3 separate regions of the Mus musculus genome follow, and all the other regions are linked to region 1. A link is a contact called in public HiChIP or PLAC-seq data. All regions are on one chromosome and are shown on one strand. The core of a region is the stretch at or near the end of the contact, and the rest is flanking DNA. Distances in the headings are between cores, read along the strand shown. Region 1 has its middle 11 kb from the start of Gm39240. Region 2 overlaps Wwp2 (WW domain containing E3 ubiquitin protein ligase 2). Region 3 has its middle 5.9 kb from the start of Psmd7.

What was found. HiChIP or PLAC-seq counts read pairs in DNA pulled down with a chosen protein or histone mark.
Region 2: a contact with region 1 is called in an H3K27ac HiChIP or PLAC-seq map of embryonic stem cells, with 2.3 times the contacts expected there. The contact joins two enhancer-like sites. A contact is called at or near these places in 2 of 39 promoter capture datasets (liver and pre-B cells) and 3 of 115 datasets of contacts at active chromatin or transcription factors (embryonic stem cells and pancreatic cancer cells).
Region 3: an H3K27ac HiChIP or PLAC-seq map of embryonic stem cells shows a contact between it and region 1, with 5 read pairs. The contact joins two enhancer-like sites. A contact is called at or near these places in 7 of 39 promoter capture datasets (the C10 cell line, embryonic stem cells, hippocampal neurons and 3 more), 6 of 484 Hi-C or Micro-C datasets (the F1.1 cell line, cardiomyocytes, embryonic stem cells and 3 more), 9 of 115 datasets of contacts at active chromatin or transcription factors (embryonic stem cells, extraembryonic endoderm stem cells, large pre-B cells and 4 more) and 1 of 9 other capture datasets (embryonic stem cells).

What each region holds. Positions count from the first base shown.
Region 1 is chr8:107,111,593-107,115,486 of GRCm38.p6, forward strand. No RefSeq gene overlaps it. Among named protein-coding and RNA genes, the nearest start is that of Gm39240, 11 kb to the right of the region's middle. Within about 2 kb of position 1,784, at least 121 of the 459 cell types and tissues checked have an H3K27ac peak or open chromatin away from gene starts, as enhancers often do. A contact at or near this core is called in embryonic stem cells, where this site is marked.
Region 2 is chr8:107,517,752-107,521,410 of GRCm38.p6, forward strand. It overlaps Wwp2 (WW domain containing E3 ubiquitin protein ligase 2), which reads left to right. Exons shown (of 24, transcript NM_025830.4): 8 at 150-360. Among named protein-coding and RNA genes, the nearest start is that of Gm51547, 14 kb to the left of the region's middle. Within about 2 kb of position 2,265, at least 106 of the 459 cell types and tissues checked have an H3K27ac peak or open chromatin away from gene starts, as enhancers often do. A contact at or near this core is called in embryonic stem cells, where this site is marked.
Region 3 is chr8:107,592,317-107,596,432 of GRCm38.p6, forward strand. No RefSeq gene overlaps it. Among named protein-coding and RNA genes, the nearest start is that of Psmd7, 5.9 kb to the left of the region's middle. Within about 2 kb of position 2,690, at least 6 of the 459 cell types and tissues checked have an H3K27ac peak or open chromatin away from gene starts, as enhancers often do. A contact at or near this core is called in embryonic stem cells, where this site is marked.

The DNA of each region.
Region 1 (3,894 bases), core at 534-3,033:
ATTATATTTTATTCTTTTTTTTTTTTTTTTTTTTTTTTTTTTTGGTTTTTCGAGACAGGGTTTCTCTGTATAGCCCTGGCTGTCCTGGAGCTCACTTTGTAGACCAGGCTGGCCTCGAACTCAGAAATACGCCTGCCTCTGCCTCCCGAGTGCTGGGATTAAAGGCGTGCGCCACCACGCCCGGCTTTCTTTTTTTTAAAAATAAGTTTGTTGTGGCTTAGCAGGTAGTGACAGGAAGCTTACTAGAAGTTCAAGATCTCAGCCTGGACTACATAGTAGGACTGTCTCAAAACAACAACAACAACAACAAGCATGGCCCAGAGGTTAGGAGCACCTGTCTCCTGTTGCTCTGGCAGAGCACCCGAGTGACCCCAGAACACCCACACAGTAGGTCTCAAACATCCCTAACTTCAATTCCAGCAGATCCAGCATCTTCTAATGACCTCCAAGAGTATCAGGCAAAACCACTCATATATACATATGTATATGGTTTACATGTATACACACAGGCAAAAACACTCAGACCCACAAAAATATAATAAGTATAAATATTAAAATGATAATAAAAATGTAAATGGGGTCAGGTGTGGTAGCATATGCTTTTTTAGAATTCTTTTCTCGTTAAAAATTTTTTTCACACAACATGTTTTGATCATTTTTTTCCTTCTCTCAATCCCTCCCCAGATCTTTACTGCCTTCTTGCCTTTATTTTTCTGTTCTCTATCTTTCTTTTTCAGAAACAAACAAAAACCCAAAGAAACAAGAACAAAAGTCCTCACAGAACACACACGCACACACACACACACAATGAAAATCAAAATAAATAGGAAGACCAATAAGACAAAAAAAAAAAAAGAAAAGAAAGAAAGAAAGAAAGAAAAAGAAAAAAAAAGCTAAAACAAAGTAAAATGAAACAAAAAGTTCACAAAAATACTCCAAGGCTTATTTCTCCAAGGCTTGGGACTGCTCTGAGGGCTGATATATAAAATAAAGCTCCGGGGGGTGGGGGGTTGGAAAAAAAAAAAAAAAATAAAGCTCCATTGGAGAAAACTGTTTCCCCCTTACCAGAGGGTGTCAATTACAGATAGTTTACAGATCCTGTCCACTTTCTTCTTTCAGTATTGAGACCCTGGGTGGCTTGTATAGGCCTATACCATTAATCCCAGCTCTCTGGAAAGAGAGGCAAGAGATCTCTGAGCTGGAGGCTAGGTCAGCCTGGTCTACAGAGAGAGGATTGGTTTCAAATCACCAACCAACCAACCAACCAACAACAATAAATAGGGGGCTGGAGAGATGGCTCAGTGTTTAAGAGCCCTTGCTGCTTTCGCCGAGAACCCGAGTTCAAATCCTAGCACCCTCTGTGGGACGTTCGTATCTGGCTGGAACTCCAGCCCCTGGGGATCAGAAACAGCCTCTCCTCTGGCTTCCATGGTCATCTCCATGGTGCCATGGTTACATGACATACCCACACCAAGATGTATATCTACATACACATAATTAAAAGTAATAAAAATATTTCAAAATGTGTGTGTGTGTGTGTGAGTGTGTGTGCATACAGGTATGTGTGGAGGCCAGAGGACAATCCCAGAAGCCAAAAGGCTCTCTCGATGGCCTGGAGCTCACTAACTGGGCCAGGCTGTGAGCAGCAAAAATCCACCTCTTTCTGCTTTCTCAGCACCTGGATTGCAGTCACACCCAGCTTTTTACAAGGGTTTTGGGGATCTAATTCAAGGCTTTGAATTTGCAAGGCGAGCACTTTACTAACTGTTGCCCTAGCAACAGTCTTTAAAAAAAAAAAAAAAAAAAGATGAGGCTGAGCGAGAGGCTGAAAGGGTAGCATGCCAGTGGTGTGTGTGGAGGTCAGAGGGCAACATTCAGGAGTCAGCTCTCTCCTTCCACCATGAGGTTTCAGGGATGGAAAGTCAGATCGGCAGGCTTGTGCGAAAGGTGCTTTTACCATCTGAACTGTCTCTCTCTCCCTCACCTACCCCATCCTCATGACTCAAGATGTGGCCATGCTTGGCCAGAAACTCAACATATTGTCAGGCTGAAGTCAGAGATCTGTCTGCCTCTGCCTCAAAGGAAAGGCTCAAAGTGGCCTTGCTTGTAGCCAAGGACAGTGTCAGAGTTCCTGATCCTCCTGTGTCAAGTCCTCATGGGTGGGATCACAGGCAGGCATCACCACATTGGTTTTCTGCGGTGGTGGTCTGGAACCCAAGCATTCAACCAGCGGTGCTACAGCCTCAGCCCCATGTGTAACCTTTTATCGAATCTAACTCTGATGTTTGAGAATGGCGAACAACAGGGCTCAGGTGCATTTTATTTTTCTATGAGTATCGGATTCATTGACCTTCTTTAAGAAAATCCCCTTCCGGGGCTAACAGACCCACGGCTCAGAGTTTAAGAACGCACACTGTTCTTGAACGGTGGGTTCAGTTCCCAGCATCCACACGGTGCCTCACAACTGCCAGCAAATCCAGTTTCAGACAATATGATACTTTCTGGTCTCCATGGATACCTGCACACATGTGATACATACCAACTCACTGTAAAAATCATAAACATAGAAAACCAAAAGCAAAACCCCTCATTTCTGAAGTGCTACTTTTGTTACGGATCAAGAGGCCCGGGTATAGGTCTGTTTCTAGGGCTACAGAAATTAGAAAGCTAATTGAGTATGTAAGAAAAAAAAAAAAAAAAGAAAGAAAGAAAAGTGAAGACCACGTGACTAAACAGCCCGTGGGCCTTTAACTCCCTGGGACCCCTGGACTGGTGGGAGATCAAACAGGAAAGCAGCTAGATATTCTGACCCAGGAAACCTCAGGCAGCAGTAGTAGTATTTTTTTTTTCCTTTTGTTGTTCGATTTCAAGTGTCGGGGAGTACAATGGAAAGAACATCCACTTGGGGCAGGAAATGCCAGGGAAAGAGCCCAGAGGACGTGACATTTGGGTGGGTCATGAGTGACGATGAAATCTGTCATCTCTTTTTATGACTGTAATCTGCTGTCTACCGTGCGTTTCCCACCCGCGTTTCATCTGCATTATGTCTTATCTGATTTAGAAGGGCCCACAGGGAACTGTATCCCGCCCCCTCCCAACCCCTCGCCCCAGAAGATCTGAGAGCTGGGGCTGGTTCTGGGTTTGTCAGACTCAGCTGTACTTCGTAAAGGCCTGGGCTGGGCCTTTAAATTTTTTTCTGTAACTGTAGTGCCACAGGATTCCTGAGTTTCACCCACACACAGGCTCCCTACCCGAGCCCCAGCTGGCTGCCAACACCCACACTAACCAACTAACCCCCAGCAACACCGCCTTGGCTGTGTCGAAATTCACACCACACCATACCTCCCCGGGTCTGGAAGAAAGGCACAGGGTCTTGGTGCTGTGCAGACACCCTGATAAGGCTCTGGTGAATAACCCGTGAGTAACAGGAAATCAGGAAACAGGAGCTGCCCCTGTAGCAAGAAACGGGAGGGTGGATGGCTGTTCGCACAGTGGTCTGTACACCGGCACCGTGGACGCGCCCTTCAGTGTCGAGATTCCAGTTTCCTTCCCTGACTGGGGGATGAGAATGGAGTTCACAGAAGGCAGCTGTGGATTTCCAGTGAAACTCCCTGGGACATTCTGATCTCGATGTCCCAGCAGGTTTGGAAATGGTAGTATTACTAAACACCTGGACCCATTCTTCATTAAAAAGATTAAATTAAGTCAGGTGTGGGAACCGGTGCCTGTAATGTTGGTACGTGGAGGATGTGGCGCGAGGATGGGTGAGTTTGAGGCAATCCAGAGCTACATAGGAAAACTTTCTAAAAAATGTGTGTGTGTTCACGTGCGCAAGAGTGTGTGCATTCCTGCATACACAGGCACTTACAGCTCACATTCACACACACAAAGAAA
Region 2 (3,659 bases), core at 1,015-3,514, 410 kb after region 1:
ACTAGGCCTGGTTTTATAAAGCTCACAGTTGTTGTCTAATCTGAGTAGGCTAGTATCACAGATACAGTGTTTTTGTCTGACATGTGAAATCTAGTAAAAGAAAACATTCTTATTCCTGTTATCTTTAAGTATGGTCTATGCATTTGCAGTGAATGAGGAACCTACTCCAGCCAGTGAACCTGAAGAATCGTCGGTTGTTGGTGTAACATCCCTGCCTGCAGCAGCCTTGAGTGTGTCCTCAAATCCCAACACAACATCTCTCCCTGCACAGTCCACACCAGCAGAGGGAGAGGAGGCCAGCACTTCCGGGACACAGCAGCTCCCTGCTGCCGCCCAGGCCCCTGATGCTCTTCCTGCTGGGTGAGTAGTCTTGTGTTCCATCATGGCACTCTCCTCACCAGGTTAGAAACACTGTGGTTGTTGCCCAGTGCTCAGGGGTCTCTGGCAAAGCTGCCATGTATAGAAGCAAGAGTGGTGTCAAAGTGCTTGCTCTGTGTACATCTCACGGAGCACCTGAACCACCCGTGCTGGCCAGTGCTGCTTTATGCTGGGACTTAAGTGGACAGCCTCTGTGGAACAAGGAGCTCATTGCCTTCGTGGGTTGTGGGAGGATGTCTGACTAGTGACTAGCTTTTTCCCTCCTGAGCTTGACCTTGGCAGTCCACAAAGGATTCAGGCTTTAGGTGCTCAGTTGCTGTGACTGTGTTATTTCCTCAGCTGTGGCCAGTGTTAAGTTGGGTACTCGTCTTCTTGCTCTCTTTGTGTAGCAAAGATCTCGACCCAGATGGCAACTCCAGCAAGACAAAGGAAAGCTCATTTTTGACTATGTAGTGAGTGGAGATTAGGACCATGGATTCTGGGAACTGACCACATGGTTCAGTGGATAAAGGCACTTGCTACCAAGCCAGAGTGTTTATGTCCTTTGACAACCACACACACACACCGTATAAACAAATGTAGAAAAAAAATTAAAAGAACATGGGTCCTGTTCCCCCCCCCCCCCCACACACACACACACACAGGATAAACCACACCACACCAGCAGTTGAATCCATTCCTGCACCTCACCCTTGTGGCCTGGCTGTATGGTTTACATGTTGATTATGTGCTGATAGCGAGCATCCCAGTGGAGGGACTCCAGTAAACGGTGTGTGTGAAACATGCGGAGAGACATGCGAGGATTGCTTTGAAGTAGTTTTCAAGGAGACACAAGGCGGGAGACTGCTTCTGACCTGGGAAATGGTCTTATTTCAGTTAAGACTGTGGTCAGGGCTGGTCCCACTGTCCACCCTGGTCATCAGTATGGTACCAAATAAACCAATGTCCCATGCTGGCAAGATGGCTTAGTATAAGGTGCCTGTCACCAAGCCTCACCCCCTGAGTGGAGAGAGAGAGCTGACCCCTGCAGCTTGTCCTCTAGCCTTCACACTTGCCCAGTGGCTCATCCCCTACCCCAAAAAATGCTGTTGTTAAAAAAAAAAAAAGTTTTTGGTGCACAGCTCAGCAGGTGAAGGTACTTACTATCCAGTCTAAGTGCCTGCGCAGTCCCAGTCCCTGCGTGGAGGAAAGGGCTGAACCATCCCACACAGACACACAGACAGAAAGGAAAGTTTCAAAGGAGCCCGTGTCTGTCCTGCTCAGCACTAGTGACCTGTTGAGGCAGGCTTGAGGACGCTGTGGATTCCTTCAGTGGATAATTTGTACAGACATTGGAAAGATGTCACCTGCTTCATTTCTGAACTCTCAGTTGTTAAAAATCCTCTATCAGAAAGTGTGTGTGATTTTTGCTGTTTATACTAAACATTCATGAAACTCCTTTCTCCTGATAATGTGCTGATCAAGTGAAAACCATTGCAGATAGTTCTTATTATCTCAAACCTGAAGAAAACTGGAGTGGTGAGAGGGAGCTTTGAAAAGGCCATTTATTTTTATTATTATTATTATTTGGGGATAATGTGTTTGATTTTGAAAGAAGATTATTAACCAAATGCTTGTGTATCCCTGTAGAGATTTTATTTTCTATTTTCTAAGTGGGAGATTTTATATTGTTCTTATTTTCAAATTTGTGTGCTATAATTTGAGAGAAACAGAGCAGAATCATTTTGGCAAAAAGGAGAGAAAATGGCTGCCTATGTCCCCAGTGAGCTGTTTGTTTTCTTTCCAGAGCAAATGCCTGGAAGGCCGGCCTCACTTCTGTGTCAGTCACAGGCAATTAGGGCTAATGGCTCGACATGTCTTTATGCTGGGCGTGTGAGGCTTACTGTTCTCTGGGATTGGGCACTTCCTGCTCCTAGCAGTTGGAAAACTCCAGGCTCTGAGAATGTTCTTTATTCAGCAGCCCAGGGAAGCCTGCCCCACCCCTTTCCTCTCTTGGCCAGAGGCTAACCACTTTTCTGCGGTGGAGTTTGGACAGTGTCTGTTTCTTAGAGCATTTAGAATGTGACAAGGCTCATGAGAGTGTGGGATGGATGGGGTGAGGAAGTGCTGCTGCCCACTTTTATGTGTAGGATGTTCCAGAGAAGAGTATGGAACCCCCAGTTTTCCAGGGGTACTTGGTACTTCACTCAGTATCTGGAGGACCACGTCAGGGCTCAGAGTTTGCCGCCTTTGACTGAAGCCAGCCACCAGCACTGGTGAGCTCACAGTAGTGGGGACAGCAGACGTTTGGGTTGGCTCTTTGGTATTGGAACCCAGAAAGGACACAGTTTCTATATTGACCCTTCCAATTTGTAAACCTGAAATGCTCTTCAAGAGGGCACTGGGAGAAATCACAGAATACCTTTATCTTTTATGAAAATTTATAAACAAGGCATGTAAACTGAGCTTCTGCCAGTGTCCAAAGTACAGGCCATTGCCTTGACATGATGCATATTTCTTTATTTAGAAGTTTTTAGTTATGTGTTTTTAAAAAAGTTTGTATAAGTGTGTGTATATAAACACACAGAGAAGCCAGAGGACAACTTTTAGAGAGTTTGTCCTTCTAGCCTGTGGGTTGTGAGAGTCAAACTCAGGTTGTGTACTTGGTGGCAAGTGTCTTACCTACTGAGCTATCTCACTGGCCTGCGTTTGTCCATTAGATAGATTATTCATTACTGTTTAAGAGATGGCAAGTCCAGGACTGGGCTTGGCAAATGTAGAGCTAAGTGAGAAATGGTGTGTGCTCAGAATAGTTTATGACGTCTGTTCTGGTCCCACTACGTTCTCTCTCTGGGCACCTGATCCAATCCCTTGGTGTCCTTGAGAACTTGATGCCAGCTCTTATTTCTCTATCTTGGGCCCACTTACTAGCTGTGTATCTTAACTCAATCTATACCAGAACATCCTCTGATCTATCCAAACCTGTCCTGAATATGGTCTACCATTGGCCCAGGAGACCACCAGACCATTGTCTTTCTTTACATTAATTTTTTTAAAGATTTATTTATTTTATGTATATGACTACACTGTAGCTGTCTTTAGACACTCCAGATGAGGGAGTCAGATCTCATTACAGATGGTTGTGAGCCACCATGTGGTTGCTGGGATTTGAACTCAGGACCTTCAGAAGAACAGTCAGTGCTCTTAACCGCTGAACCATCTCTCCAGCTCCTACATTAATCTTTTAAAGTAAAACTCTAAGATGAACTTTCCTGCTTGAAATGCCACATTTCTTCCTATTG
Region 3 (4,116 bases), core at 1,440-3,939, 480 kb after region 1:
ATTGAAGATGTGGACCACCACGCTCAGCATAAAAATGTATGTTGTCAACCTTCATTATACAACGTGTTAAAGCATGCCTGCTGGTGTGTAGTGACTGATTTGGAGTGGGCTTCTTCATTTCATGTCTTACATGGAGGTATTCAGCACAGGAGAGATGTGTTTAGTATAGACAGAGTTTGGGCAGATTCCCCCTCTAATTTTGTCCCGAGAGATTTGGTGACTATCAAGTGATCAAAGGCTGATTTAATTTTCCTTATGTGTCAAATAAAGCTTAAGATGGGAGTCCAAAGGAAACATCTTTTTGATGAATACATAGAATGAATATAAAGAAGACCACTTGAAATAATAAGGAAGGCTTTTTTTTTTTCATGCTGTCCCCTGGTTTTTAAAATATGGAAATGGCTTTTGAGATAATCCCTGACATTGGAGCCACTGCCAGCGGCTGAATTCCCTCTCAGTAATGCAGAAGAGATGGCAGCTATAGGAAACCTGCTGTCTTTTGTTCAGCAGATTCTGGACTTAACTTTTGGGGGACCTGATGAGATTTTAAGGATAATCTGGTTTTCTCTTCTTTGATCATTTCTGTCTTTAGTTTAGGGAGTTAGTCTCCTGGACCCAGGATCTTGAAAGAGTTCTCAGAAGAATAATGGTCTTATAACTATTCTAGCAATACTTTGAGTTTGGGGGGCCTCAAGTTTTCATCTTATTGAATTTAGAAGAAGGAGGAGAGGAAGGAGATGCAGGAGGGTGAGGAAAAGGAAGAAGAGGATAAAGAGGATGAAGAGGAGGAGCAGGAGGATGATGAAGAGGAGGGAGAGGAGGAGGAGAAGGAGAAAAAGAATAAGGCAACAGCAACAGCAACAAGGGATTTACCTCTAGCCCAAGTCTGTGTCCATTGCTGGGTTTCAGAGATGCCCATCCTTGGGAACACCTGGTAATTTAGGCTCTTCAGAACTACATTTGCCCAAGACCCAGGATGGACCTACCCTAAAGAGTTAGATTGGTTTGACCCAGTTATACAGCCTCAGATTTTGGGAGAGAAAAACAGCCATCATTGAGACAGTGGGAATTTGCACCCAGATGTGACTTTTAAGCTCAGCCCCTCATGACCTTAGGTCTGAACTCAGAGCGCTAGGTTGCTAAGCTCTGAGGGGAAACTAGAACTCTTTCGGGAACATGTTGAGAGATAACCAGACCCAGGTATGGGCACTGCTCCCAATATTTCTCTAACTGAACATAGCCCAGAAATGAAGACAAACATTTCCTCACTTAAGAAGCTTGGCTGCTTGAGGTGCCAGCACTGTAGCCTTGGTTGCACCAGGAGACTGGTATTTGTAAGAACGGCTGGTGTCTGGCAATGCCAGCAGGTCTGCGGGATGTAGAGACACGCAATAGCTGGGAGCCCTGAGCAGGTAAAAATGATGCCAAAGAACACCACGTAGAACTTCCCAAGCTTGCGCATGTGCAACTCTTTTGGAGTCCCAGAAGTATCTGAGGCTGGAGAAGCAAGGGAAAATCACAGGCTATTATTTAGCCATTGCCGTGACAAAATACAGTTAACAAAAGGAAGTTATGAGGGCCAGAGAGATGGCTCAGTAGTTAAGAGCACTGGCTGCTTTTCCAGAGGTCCTGAGTTCGATTCCCAGCACCCACCTGGTGGTTCATAACCATCATGTCTGAGGGAATTTAGTGCTCTCTTTTGGCCTCACTGGGCACCAGACAGGGACATACAGGCAAACAAATATCCACACAGATTACATAAATACATAAAGAAGAGAAAGGAATGACAGCTTTAATTCTCAGTGTGACACAATCTAGACGGAAGGGGTTAGTTTGGTTCAAAGTTCATCCTGGAAGCTCAGGCGTGGCAGCAGGGACTTGAGGCAGTTGTTTGTAAGTCTTTGTGAAGTCAGGAAGGAGAGAGAGCGAGAGCGAGAGAGAGAGAGAGAGAGAGAGAGAGAGAGAGAGAGAGACAGAGAGACAGAGAGACAGAGAGACAGAGAGACAGAGAGAGAGAGGAGGAGGAGGAGGAGGGGAGGGGAGGGAAAGAGAGGGGAGGGGAGGGGAGAGGAGAGGAGAGGAGAGGGAGGGGAGGGGAGGGGAGAGGAGAGGAGAGGAGAGATAGGGGAGAGGAAGGGGAAGGGGAGAAGGAGGGGGAGAATGAGGAAATCATGCTGCCCACAGTTAGGGTGAATCTTCCCAGCTCAGTTAACCTCACCTAGATAACCTCTTACACACACGCCCAGAGATTTGTCTCCTAGTTTACTCCAGATCTTGTCACATTGACAATAGTAACTATGACCCAGAAAGAAGTCTAATGGCTAATGAAGCACCAGTTACATGGATGTACAAACCGGTTACATGTATATACAAAATAGCACCTCAAAGTATCTGTTAGCTGTTTTTTTTTTTTTTTAAATGAACATTTTTCTTAGGACTAATCTTTTAGATTTTCTATTACCTTATAATCCAAGTAAGAAAACATTCTTATCTTCTAGCAATCAAACTTATTGGCATACAAGAAAATACTAAGAAATAAAAAGTAACACCTTGGTAGTCTGTAGTGACACAAAGCATATTCTGGGCATAGCTGTGTCTGTGTGCACCGGGCTGTGCTAATGCCGTAATGGGCCTATCTATCTGCTGTAATGGAGGTCATCTTTGGAAGACTGTTAATGGGCTTCCCGCCCCTTGCTTTTCTCATGCAAACCATTTAACTCTGGTTTGTGGGTGGCATCTGTCTGTGAGGAGGGTGCAGGCCAGGACAAAGTGAGGCAGAAAAATGTTTAGCTTCAGATAAAAAACCAGAAACGGTTTCGTGAGTAATGGCGAGAGCTCTGTAAGCTAGAACATTGTCTGGAGGGAGAGTTTTCTGTGTTTTGTTTTGTTGTTTTGAGACAGGATACCATGGAGTCCAGATTGACCTCAAGTCCCTTGAGGCTTGGTGACTTTGATGACCTTGAACTCTGACCTTCCTGCTTCCCCCCTCATTGTGATTAAAGCCTTGGACCACCACACACAGCTCTGACATTTTGTTTTCTGATTTTTATCATTTCTAGCCTAGGCCCCTGGGCTCTCGGTTGGTTTGTAGGACCCTCCTGTAGTTTTAAGAACTGCCGGTCCAGAGAGACAGTTCAACACTTGCTCTTGCAGAGGACCTGGCTTCCATTCATAGCATCCACTTGACAGCTTAGGGCCATGGCATCTCTAGTTCCAGATGATCTGACACCCTCCTCTGGCCTTTTGGGTATGAGTTATGTCATATGTGGTACAGATGTCTATATTCAGGCAATCACTTATATACAGAATTAAATGTGTTCGCAGCGTCATTCATGTTCTTGTCTTAAAATAATATTGCATACATGTTCAAATGTTAATATGAAATATGAATAGATCACACTTCAGAAGGAACTCCCGAAAGGAAATAAACCAAATGGCTCAGAGTGGTTGCCTTGGGATGATAATGATGCGTTTCCTTCCTTCCTCCCCCCCCCCACACCTTTCTTTCTTTCTGTGTATACAAGTATGTGTGTGCATGGGTAAACATTCATGTTATGTGCATTTGTGTGGGGGCCAGAGGTCAAGTCATTCATCTATTGCTCTCCATCTTATTTATTTGGTTTCACTTATTATTATTATTATTATTATTATTATTATTATTATTATTATTATTTCTTTTCTGTGTAGTCCTGGTGTTGTGATGGTTTGTATATTCTTGGACCAGGGAGTGGCACCATCTGAAGGTGTGGCCTTGTTGGAATAGGTGTGACCTGGTTGGAATGGGTGTGTCACTGTGGGTGTGGGTATAAGATCCTCACCCTAGTTGCCTGGAAGTCAGTCTTCCACTAGCAACCTTTGGATGAAGATGTAGAACTCTCAGCTCTGCCTACACCATGCCTGCCTGGATACTGCCATGCTCCCACCTTGGTGATGATGGACTGAACCTCTGAACCTGTAAGCCAGCCCCAATTAAATGTTGTTTTTAGGGCTGGCGAGGCTCAGCGGGTAAGATCACTGACTGCTCGTCCAAAGGTCCTGAGTTCAAATCCCAGCAACCACATGGTGGCTCACAACCATCTGTAATGGGATCTGATGCCCTCTTATGGTGCGTTTGAA